3 separate regions of the Mus musculus genome follow, and regions 2 and 3 are each linked to region 1. A link is a contact called in public HiChIP or PLAC-seq data. All regions are on one chromosome and are shown on one strand. Each heading gives the region's core, a stretch centred on a gene start, on an enhancer-like site or on the middle of the called end of the contact. The rest is flanking DNA. Distances are from core to core; before and after follow the strand shown.

What was found. HiChIP or PLAC-seq counts read pairs in DNA pulled down with a chosen protein or histone mark.
Region 2: a contact with region 1 is called in an H3K4me3 HiChIP or PLAC-seq map of the SCID.adh cell line, with 14 read pairs. The contact joins the promoter of Lrrc14 here to the promoter of Gpaa1 in region 1. A contact is called at or near these places in 8 of 39 promoter capture datasets (the C10 cell line, cranial neural crest, embryonic stem cells and 4 more), 2 of 484 Hi-C or Micro-C datasets (B cells and granulocyte-monocyte progenitors), 3 of 115 datasets of contacts at active chromatin or transcription factors (the SCID.adh cell line, embryonic stem cells and pancreatic cancer cells) and 2 of 9 other capture datasets (adipose tissue and liver).
Region 3: an HNF4G HiChIP or PLAC-seq map of pancreatic cancer cells shows a contact between it and region 1. The contact joins the promoter of Gfus here to the promoter of Gpaa1 in region 1. A contact is called at or near these places in 3 of 39 promoter capture datasets (erythroid cells, hippocampal neurons and neural stem cells), 23 of 484 Hi-C or Micro-C datasets (CD8 T cells, the G1E-ER4 cell line, LSK cells and 15 more), 6 of 115 datasets of contacts at active chromatin or transcription factors (the SCID.adh cell line, astrocytes, embryonic stem cells and 2 more) and 4 of 9 other capture datasets (adipose tissue, liver, macrophages and 1 more).

Annotation. Positions count from the first base shown.
Region 1 is chr15:76,329,173-76,332,730 of GRCm38.p6, forward strand. Gpaa1 (GPI anchor attachment protein 1) reads left to right here and starts at 2,122. Exons shown (of 12, transcript NM_010331.2): 1 at 2,122-2,291; 2 at 2,724-2,903; 3 at 2,988-3,099; 4 at 3,312-3,459; 5 at 3,538-3,558. The coding sequence starts at 2,218. It overlaps Exosc4 (exosome component 4), which reads left to right. Exons shown (of 3, transcript NM_175399.4): 2 at 1-64; 3 at 184-1,498. The coding sequence ends at 543. It also overlaps a transcript of Oplah not described here.
Region 2 is chr15:76,709,304-76,712,977 of GRCm38.p6, forward strand. It overlaps Lrrc14 (leucine rich repeat containing 14), which reads left to right and starts at 1,338. Exons shown (of 4, transcript NM_001358891.1): 1 at 1,338-1,624; 2 at 3,564-3,674. The coding sequence starts at 3,589. Recql4 (RecQ protein-like 4) reads right to left here and starts at 1,256. Exons shown (of 22, transcript NM_058214.3): 1 at 1,090-1,256; 2 at 975-1,008; 3 at 798-895; 4 at 465-605; 5 at 1-248. The coding sequence starts at 1,173.
Region 3 is chr15:75,928,299-75,932,084 of GRCm38.p6, forward strand. Gfus (GDP-L-fucose synthase) reads right to left here and starts at 1,520. Exons shown (of 11, transcript NM_001357005.1): 1 at 1,421-1,520; 2 at 594-751; 3 at 131-245. The coding sequence starts at 739.

The DNA.
Region 1 (3,558 bases), core at 872-3,371:
GACCTTCGAGGCAGCCATCCTCACACAGCTGCACCCCCGCTCTCAGATCGACATCTACGTGCAGGTGAGCTACCTGCACCGTCAAACCCCTCCCCCGGGGGCGGAGCTTAAAGCTATGTGGGCTGTCTGAGATGCTGCAGGATGCGGATGTCAGTCCATCAGATGTCTTGATGCCCCCTGTAGGTGCTGCAAGCAGATGGTGGGACCTACGCAGCATGTGTGAATGCAGCCACGCTAGCAGTGATGGATGCTGGGATACCTATGCGGGACTTTGTATGCGCATGTTCAGCTGGCTTTGTGGATGGCACAGCACTAGCGGACCTCAGCCACGTGGAGGAAGCAGCTGGAGGGCCCCAGCTCGCCCTGGCCCTGCTGCCCGCCTCCGGCCAGATCGCACTGCTTGAGATGGACTCGAGGCTGCACGAAGACCACTTGGAGCAGGTGCTAGAGGCTGCTGCCCAGGCGGCCCGAGGTGTGCACACTCTGCTGGACCTTGTCGTCCGACAGCACGTGCAGGAGGCCTCTGTCTCACTGGGGGACTGAGTGGCAACCACCCCTTTCCAGAATAAAGGCCTGTTCTTCTCCCGAGTACACCTTACTGTACAGCACTTAAAAGCTGCTCAGGGCCCTACAGCGCAGTTTATAGTGCAGTCCCTAAGTGGAGAGAGCACTTGTGCTAGGAAGAGCAAGGGTGCACCTGTTGTGCCTGCCCAGATATTAGGGTCCGCAAAGACCCCTGGGAGTATGAATCTGCATGCGAATTCAGACTTTCTTCACCCTTAAGCTTGGACCTCAGACTCCTCCAACACACCAGATTTGTGCTGAGAGCCCTGAGCCTCAATTAGGCAGGGTTTTTATACTAGTTTGATCAGGGAGCAGGGGTCTCCTGCCTGTCAGTTGCCTTATTTCGCAAAGTTATCTTTTTTTTTTTCCTGTTTTTTTGAGACAGGGTTTCTCTGTGTAGCCCTGGCTGTCCTGGAACTCACTCTGTAGACCAGGCCTGCCTCTGCCTCCTGAGTGCTGGGATTAAAGGCGTGTGCCACCACCGCCCGGCACAAAGAGGTATCTCGATGCACAGGGTTTGGTCAGTGATGAGCAATTTATCTGTAACCGTTGCAATGGTAGGCACTTTCCCTCTATTTCCCTGATTGGCTCTGGCCCAGGGCAGTTTCTTCTTGGACTTGTCGGTGGTATTTCTATTAACCACAGTTCAAACCGGGGACCAACAAACTCAAGTTGGAATCAGCTTACAAATTGGAGTTTCCCCCTTCGCCTATGTTGGTCACTCAAGTCCTCCAGCTAAGGAGTGTGCCATGCTTACACAGCCCATCAGGGACAGGAGCACAAGGCCGAGGTTGCACTCAGCTGGCTATGGGTGTCCATCATTAAGAGATGACATTATGACGTAACGGCAAAATTAGCTATTCAGAATCAGCCAAATAATTTTATGTTTGAGGATCATCACAACATGAGGAACGGTATTAAAGGTCAGAATGTTAAGAACCACTGGACTAATGTCTTCTTTCCTTGGGCCTTTCCTCCCGCTTACTTTGGGCTCTAGGAGGATAGCCACCTTTTGTTGCTTCTTGGCCATCTATCCTTAGGCCCTTACCCCTGCAACCTTTTAGAGAAACTACCTTCATCGCCACCACCACCCATCTCCTCTGGCCACCAACTCGCCCACTGTGCCAGTGAGCCCACTGTCTTAAGGTTCATGACATCCACAGAAATGATTTAGCGTCGAATCCTCAGTTCACACGGGTCCCTCAAGTCATAGCTACAACACTGTCATTCAGTATCTCACTTCAGCAGGCATCAGTCTTTTCTCGTCGTTCTAGCTCTCTACCCACCTGCGTTACACTCCCGAGAACCTTTAGGCAGGCACACTGTCGCTGCTCTGTCGTGAGATCCGCCAGCGTCCCGCCTTCCAGCTGCTCGCCCGCAGCTTCACAGCCCCAGGTTCCAGTTCCGCCCACTGGCCATGACTGCATCCCGTACTTCTCCAGCCTACCTCAGTTTTGAGCACGCGCAGAGCTGGCGACCTCAGTTGTGAGCATGCGCACAATCTGGTTTCCCAACTCCGTCTGCCGCTACCAAGAGTAGTGGCGCGATGGATCCTGGGACCGGAAATTAAGGCAGCACCGGGCGCCGGGTCCGACAGGAACCCTGCTCTTGGAGGTGTCAAGCTGCCGCGAGAGCAGAGCCCCGCGCCCCGCCATGGGTCTCCTGTCGGACCCGGTGCGCCGGCGCGCGCTCGCCCGCATCGTCTTGCGCCTTAACACACCTCTCTGGTGAGGGCGGGCACAGGGGGCGGGACTGGCGGGAACTTGAGCTGCTGTGGCTCCACACGCGCCTACTGCTCCAGGGTCTGCGACCTCTTTGCAAGTGTCACTCAGACACTGAGCTTAGAGCTCTGGTCCCTATCCATCGCTGATCTAGGGTCTTAGATCTTTTTTCCTTTCCGGAGGCAGGATTTCTCTGTGCAGCCCTGGTTGTCCTGGAACTTATTCTGTAGACCAGACTAGCCTCGAACTCAGATCCGCCTGTACCTGCCTCTGCCCCCTGAATGCTGGGATTAACAGCGTGTGCTGCCACTGCCCGGCTTTGGCTCCGGGTTCTTAATGGCTTGGACCATCCCGCTGGACCCTCTGGGTCATGGTGGAAGCCACGAGCTAGCGTTCCAGGTCGGGCTAATTCCGAGCCCACTCTGTACTCTCTCGCAGTGTGCTGAGCTACGTGGCCGGGATCGCCTGGTTTCTGGCGCTGGCTTTTCCGCCGTTAACCCAGCGCACTTACATGTCTGAGAATGCCATGGGCTCCACCATGGTGGAGGAACAGTTTGTAGGTGGAGACCGCGCTCGGAGCTTTGCCCGGGACTTCGCTGCCCACCGCAAGAAGCCGGGGTGAGTGCCTAGCAGCGGGCTGGGGATTTCAGGGGCGGCCGAGACCAGGGAGCTCTACTTAGAGGCTATCTTTTGTGTCTCCAGGGCTCTGCCAGTAGCCTGGCTGGAACGGTCCATGCGATCCGTAGGGCTGGAGGTCTACACCCAGAGCTTCTCCCGCAAACTACCCTTCCCGGATGAGACCCACGAGCGCTATGTATTGAGGGAAAGGGGTGTGCCTGGGAGAAAAGCACATTGGAAGGGTGGCCTGGGTTGGGTGTCTTGTTGAAGTGCCCTGAAACCAAGAAACTCTGGGAGGGATGGTCTGAAGAACTTTAGTGGTGGGCATTGAAGTGCCAGGAAAAAAGACAGGCTTCAGGCTGTCCGCTGGAGGGTCTGCTGAGGCTTTCCCATCAACTCTTTGTGCAGATGGTGTCAGGTACCAACGTGTATGGCATCCTGCGGGCCCCACGTTCTGCCAGTACCGAGTCCCTGGTGCTTACTGTACCCTGTGGTCCAGATGCCACCAATAGCCAGGCTGTGGGGTTGTTGTTGGCACTTGCTGCCCATTTCCGAGGTGAGGCTCTGGGGCTCTGGTCCGGGAGGATTTGACCAATGCCCCAGGCCCTTTGCTGACCCTGCCTTTGGCTTCCAGGGCAGATTTACTGGGCCAAAG
Region 2 (3,674 bases), core at 88-2,587, 380 kb after region 1:
AGATCTGAAACTCTGTTGTGACACCTCTCTAACCAACCAGGGTCTAGGGAAGTCAACCTCCGGCTGAGGGATGATCGGAGCTGCTGGAGCTGGCCCAGCCTCGGCCGGGGCTCAGGAACCCGAGGAAGTGCATCGTCAGCTTCGTCTGGACAGGGGGATTCAGTCTTTGAGCCTGGTGGCCTTGGGGCAGGAACTGTGGACAAGGATCTCTTCTGAAGCTGGAGTTTTCTGCTCTGGGTTGGTCCAGTCTAGAAAGACAGAACAGCAAATCGGAATTCAGGACCTGGGTTACTGCAGAAGTTTGGGACAGACAATAAGAGTGGAGATGCCTGAGCACCGTTAGGAACCTAGTCCCAGTTATTACAGGAGCGTACGTGCGTGCTATAAGGAAGGGTGGACATAGAAGGACCCTGGCAAACCACCCAAGGGCCAAAGGCAGTTCTGGGTTCACCTCCACGTCTTACCTGTGTTGTGTTTTTCAGATTGGCTTTGAGCCTCTTCCCATAGTCTTGTACAGAACTCAGTAGGCTCTGTTTTGGCATAGACTGCGTATTCTGCGTTGCAGCTCGACTCAGGTGGGGACCCCAGCAGCTTGGCTCCTGTGCCTGCAGTAGATAGTAGCAACCTAGACCAGTTTAAAAGATGGCATGGGCACAGAAGTGCCTCTAAAGCTTCCCCTAACCCCCATGGGAGGACCTGGCCACCCAACTTCTGTGCTCCATGGAGGCACGGCTGCAAAATGCTCTCGGTTCCTGCCATTTGGACCACAGACCGCTGAGAGTGGGATTCACTGATACCTCCTCAGCTGCCTCGGCAAGTGATTGCTCTAGGACACGATGTCTGTCGTCAGCCTGACGCACCGCCTGCTTTAGGTTACGGTACTCACGGTAGAGCGCTGGGAAGGCAGAAGTCGGCGGTCAGGGGCATACCCACTAACATTCGCCCTGTCCCTGGTCCACCAGCCCAGTGCTCACCGCGGGTCTCTTCAGGTGCCGCCTCCACATCCCCCTAGGAGAGAAGCTTGTCAGCAACAGGCTGCGCCAGGATCCCCCACTTGCCGCCCCTGTCCGGACCCTAACTCCACCTCACCTTCGCTGGCCGTCGCCCGTGCAGCCGTGCAAAAGCGCGTTCCCACTCCTGTAGCCGCGCGCGAACGGTCGCGAGCCGCTCCATGGCAGCCCGAACGTGAGTTTAGGGGAAATCTCCCGCCGCCACCGTAAAGTCCTGTCCTTAGCCAATGAGAGCGGCCGCCGGGCGGTGCTGCAGATGCTCTGAGCCCCCCGGGGAGGGGGCGGGCCTATGAGTTGTTGCGTCATCACAGCGCGCCCCGGCGCTGCGCGGAGCTGGGCGAGGCTTGCTGGGCGAGGAAGGGTTGCAGGCCTTGGTAGTCGGGGAGGCGGATGAGCGGGGGCCGCGGGGCTGGGATTCGAGTCGAGCTGAGAGTCAAGCAGCCGTTAGTGGTCAGGGCACTTGGACGGCAGGTTCGACGGGGACTGGCGCTTGAAGACCACGGCTGAGGCGGATTCTCGGGAGGTGCCGCCGGCGCGCGGGGATGGGCCGCAAGCGAAGGGAGACCTAGGGGCGGGCGAGGCCGGTCTCGGCCTGTGGCTCCAGGCTCGCCCGGGTCAGTTGATGTTCCGGGCTTTTTGTTTTCTCCAAGGATCCGAGCGTGCGCGTCTGTATGCCGCAGAGACCGCTGTGTCCTGTGTGCAGTAGCATCACCCAGAAGCAATCCTTGCTTGGAGGCCAGGCGGGCTGCCACCGGTTCCTCTTATGACAGGTGTTTGGTTGGCTTGTCCTGTCAGTTAGGCAGTCCTATTATCTTAAGCTAGAGCCAGATCAAGGACAGTCACGCGGGGTTCCCCAGGGACGCGTGCCTTAAGGACTCGTAGGAGATGTTAGAAGCAAGCAAACCCTGGGCTTCATCAGTCTTTCTGGTCCCCAGTCTTGTCCCTTGCTGCGGCTTTGCGTAAGGCCTAGGCCCTGGTTTTCCATTCTGTTGTGGGCTGAGGACTGTAGCATAGTTCTGAGGGTAAGGTGTTTTGCCCACAGGAAGTCTACTGACCCAGGATAGCAAGAATCATTCAGGCTCAGGATCTTTTGTATGTGGCTTCTCAGCTGGAACGCTTTAGCAGTTTTGGCTTGGATCGTTATGAATCTCGTGAATTTAAGACATGGTTTCTCAGTGAAGAGGAGGTACCCGAATAGGAGACAAGGACCACAGAGGGTGAGAGTTGCTCTTCCTCAGGGATTTCTCTGCCTAGTTATACCCTAGAAATCCGCTATCTCTGGAGTTCAAACTCAGGGCCTTGGTCTCAGATGCTGCACACCATCTGTTCACAGGATCCTTTAAAAAACAAAAACAAAAAAAAAACCCCAGAGCCTGGCACTCACTAAGCTGTGTTAGACTTCTTTAACTCCAAAGGCACATCTACGTGGAGGGTCAGGATGTTAGGCTACTGGCTCTGGAGGAATCCTCTGTTGTCAGTCTGGTGGGAAGAGAGGTCTGGGATTTACTTCACTTTAGAAAATATTTACTTTCCCTAGTCGTAGGAAAATACACCATGTGCATGTGAAAGCTTCAGGTCAAAAGGGGGCACCTGCATCAGTTCCATGTGGCTGTGACATACCATGTTGGTTCTGGAAACCAGGCTGGGGTCTTTTGCAAGATCGGTAAATGCTCATAACTGCTGAACCATTTCTCCACCCCACCCTCCCACCCCCATTTTACAAGCAAACATGCAAATCTACTAGAACTCAATAGTGGGCTAGCCAGCCAGTAAGGTTCAGGGAGTCTTCTGTTGACTCCAGTGCTGGCTACAGAGCTGTGTCACCTGTATCCTGCTTTTACATAGGTTCTGTGGTCTGAAATCAGGTCCTCATGTTCAGTAAGAGCTATACAGAAAGGCGTCTCCCAGCCCCTTTTCTTCTTCTCTTTTCTTTCCTTCCTTTTTTTTTTTTTTTTTTTTTTTTTTGGCTAGGATGTCACTGTAAGGATAAACAGACTATAAATAGACTAGGTGCGCTTCGGACTCATAGATCTACCTCCCTCTTGCCTTCCTCTGTGCTGGAATTGAAGGTGTACAACTCCATGCCTAGCCCTTACTAGACTTCTGAGGAAGGATTTCTGAGTCATTGTCATTTGGGAGACCTAAAGTATCAGTGTTGGGCCCTGCAGAGCATGAGCTATTTCTTTTAACAGACAGGTCATTGACACAGCTGCACTATGTATGTTCTGCTCAACACTTTGTTTCCCCCATGTCTCCTGTCCACTCTGCACAGTGCTAAGTGCTTCCTAGGAATTGTTCCTGCCAAGTGTGATGGCACAGCATGTAATCCCAGAAGAGGCAGGAGGATTGCTACAAATTCAAGACAAGCCTGGGCTATACAGTGAGACATTGTCTCAAGCCAGACCTAGAAACTTATCTTTTGTGCATTTCTCCTCTATTAACTACCAACTCCATATCAGATACCTTGGTGGGCTTTGTACCACTGATAACTTGGGGAGGGTGTGGCCTGCTTCTGGCCCAGAGTTTGTCTAATTAAGACTCCCCCTCCTGCAGGTGGCTGTCTGCCCAGTCCAGCACCATGCACACACTTGTGTTCCTCAGCACGCGTCAGGTCCTTCAGTGCCAGCCAGCTGCATGCCAGGCCCTGCCCCTGCTGCCCCGGGA
Region 3 (3,786 bases), core at 270-2,769, 400 kb before region 1:
CTTGGCCAAATGTCCTGAGGGCTGTACAAAACCAGCCCTCGGGGACTTCTTGGGGGTAAACCTGTGGAAGTTTCAAGAACCTAAGCTCCTGGCTCCCAATGCTTGTTGCCCCTGGAGCACTCCAACTTACCCAGAAATCCAAGTTGTATTTGATATTCCGGAAAAGGCCGCCTACCATTGCAGCGAGATGGATGACGTGGGTGGGCTGTACTTTCTGGAAGAGTGCTTGGGTTTGGGCTGCATCCCTGAGGGAAGCCAGGATGTCAGGGGAGGGCTAGGGAGGCCTGAGGAGATCAGGAGTTTGAGGCTTGGGCAGTGAGTCTAGAAACTGAATGGATCCATGGCTGGAAGGGCAGCCACAGAGACAAGTAGCTAAGTTCAGAGCTTTAGCAGCTGTCGGCTGGGAATCCCGGAACTACAGGAGGATGTTTACTTAAGAGCACAGCCAGCAACTACAGCCTGTCACCTGGCAGGGAGGACCCAAACTCGGGGTAGATTACTTCTAGGCTCAGGAACAAACCCGGTCAGGGTATTATTCTGTCTGGAAAGGGAACCAAGAGGAGGAATTGGGTCTGAATATGGTCGCAACTTACGTCAGATCTGCATCTTTGGAGGAGACAAACACCCATTCCTCTCCAGGTAAGCCGGCCCCATCTGCAACCACCTTCTGGATGGCTCTACCCACCAGTCCAGAGCCCCCTGTCACTAGGATCCTCATGGATCCATGGGGTTCGCCCATTATGGTCTGCACCTGGAGGGCCAAATGGTGTAAGCTAAGGAGGATACAGGATGTGCCATTTTCCCTACCCCATTCTCCTTGGCCAATGGCAGCAGGCACAGAATCAAAACTTCCAAGGAGGAGCGACAACAGGCTGACAGACACACCCAACTCTGTTCCCCCAGGAAGTCCTTTGCCCTGGGCATTATAGCTTCCTGCTGGCCGCCATCCCAAACAAAGTAGCTTGGTTCCAACCCATGACCCTACTAGGCAGAGGAAAGGTACACCTCATCCCTACGACTGCAAAATTAGGGCTGGCAGGTCCCTGCACAGATCATAGCGGCTGCTTCTCCCCAACGTTCACCCTACAGACAGACAAGGGGCGGTGCTCGTACTTGGAGTCCCGTACCCACAAATGCTGAGCTGATAGCCTACGGTCTAAGAAAGCCTAGTAGTTTAGGGCAGGGTGCACCGCTGGACGGCCTCAGGACGCTGGAATTTTTTACGGTTTCTGTAGGGGGGCTCTGAACCAGCCGCATGGCTCCACCGTTACCAAGATGAGCAAGGGCCCGGGCCCCAAACCCCTTGGTTCCCGACCCAGCCCAACCCCACGTAGACCCACAATGCGAGACGTACTCTTACGGCCCTGACCAGCCTGCGAGATCCCCGGTTTGCTGCGCCGAATCCAACTGTAAATCTCACCTGCGATGGGTTCCACCAGCCCAAGAGCTACTTCCGGTGCACAATTCTCCAGCTATTCCCGGTTCAAGTGGAGGGGGGCGAGACCCTCCCGGGGAACTCTGGGAAATGGAGTCTTTGTCACGCGCCAGTGAGGCGCGGGCCCTTCTGGGAAATGTCTTCTGGGCCTCACGGCCATCTGGGAAACCGAGTCCTGTGGGCGGGGCGGGGATGGTCCCGTCTCACCGCTGGAACTGCAATGCAGAGGACAAGCTGCACACCTAGACACACTCTAGTGGTTAAACGGACACAGGTCCCTCAAGGGACTAGTGGGCTGGCAAGGAATCTCCAGTTCTTATCCTGCAAGGAAAATCATTTCCCATTAGCCGGTCTGCGTGTCTGAGTGGCCAGGCGCCTGGCTGAGCCAGCATCCCTTACCAGTTGTGTGTTCCAGCCAAGAGTTCACACAAGACTCGATTTCTTTACCTAAATTGAGTATTTTAAAGCAGTGAATAAAATCTCTTCTACCTCGACAACATCTTAAAGTGTGTTTCATAATGAAAAATTAAAATATCAGCCAATGTTGGAATGGTGTTTTTAAAGGTACTTAACTCCAAGCCTGTTCGTCTGAATTCGATCCACTCGGATCCACTTACTGGAAAGCCAGAACTGACTTCCACAAGTCGTTCTCTGATTTTCACGCTCACACTGTCCCACACATGTACCCATACATAAAAACTAAATAATGTATAAAAAAAAAACCTAAAAAATATTGGTTATGAGGAGGTAAGTAGGACAGCAGATTATTCAGTTTAGCTAAGTTTATATGTCTATCAACTGTGATAGTAGTGTTAATTTAAAAATAGAGACACAGGCTTAAGAATACACACACAGAGTGTGGGAGAGCACACTCTACCTTTAATTCCAGCACTTGAGAGGCAGAGTCAGGCAGATCTCTGAATTTGAGGCCAGCCTGTTCTACAAAATGAGTTCATCCCCCTGAGCCTCTTCTAATTTTTTTAAATCTATTTATTTTATGTATATGAGTACACTGTAGCTGTCTTCAGACACACCAGAAGAGGGTGTCAGATCCCATTACAGATGGTTGTGAGCCACTATGTGGTTGCTGGGATTTGAACTCAGGACCTCTGGAAGAGCAGTCAGTGCTCTTAACCGCTGAGCCATCTCTCCAACCCGCCTCTTCTCATTTTTATGTCTTTTAAATGACTCATTGAATTTAGTTAGAGTTTGCAATTGTGGACCAGAGTCTAGTACAGCTGTTACCAGCCCCTTCCAGTGTTGAGGAATAATTCTATTTTGAGTAGCCCAGTTACTTAGAATTTATTCCACAAAAGACAAATTCATCCCATATGAAACCACAGCCTCTTTAAAATGCCTCAGATCTATCATTTCTTTTTATTTTACCTTATTTTATTTTTTTTTATTTTACGTGTACGCACTGTAGCTGTACTGATGGTTGTGAGCCATCATGTGGTTGCTGGGAATGAAGGTTGCTTGCTCCGGCTGGTCCTGCTCACTCTGGTTGGGCCCCGCTCCAGCCTAAAGATTTAGTATTATATCTAAGTACACTGTAGCTGTCTTCAGACGCGCATCAGAAGAGGTCGTCAGATCTCATTACAGATGGTTGTGAGCCACCAAGTGGCTGCTGGAATTAAACTCAGGACCTTTGGAAGAGCAGTCAGAGCTCTTAACCACTGAGCCATCTCTCCAGCCCTAACCCTTACTTTCAAAATGGGCTGTTTCATCATACTGTCCTCCTGCTTTTTTAGATATCTCTGACTTGCCTACCCTCTGGCATAGTTTCTTTCCTCTTTCCTTCTGCAGAAAACTTCCTTCTCTTGCTCAGTCATGGGGACTGAGCCCTTTTGTTCTCCATTTTCTGTCACTTCTTGCCCTCCCCAGTGCTTCTGTTTCCACCTGCAAGTTTTCCAACTGCATAGCCATTCTCCCAACTTTTTGGAAACAGAATATAGGAAGAAAAAAAGAAAAAAACAAAACAAAACAAAACAGGAAACCCCTCTGGTAGCAGAGCATGGGGTATCTCAGTAGAAGCAACCACATCTTGAAAAAGAATACCCATTTGAAGTGGAAGTGTCTGGATATGTCAGGTGACACAGACTCACGTGGTGTTTGGCTGAGATGACACCTTGTGGCAGGACATGTGGAATTTGGAGAGAGTATAACTAGGACAGTGACAGCATGCTTGCATAGCTAGCTCTGTACCGCTTTGTTGGCCTCTTCTCTTTAGCTTTGCTGACCTTTACTTCCTTTGCTAATCATGGCTTCGTTGAGAGAGGCATGGCAGAGACCATTTTCTGTGTCCCCTGCTGGTCCTGGTCAATCCTGCTGTCTTGTGATGATTGGTCGAG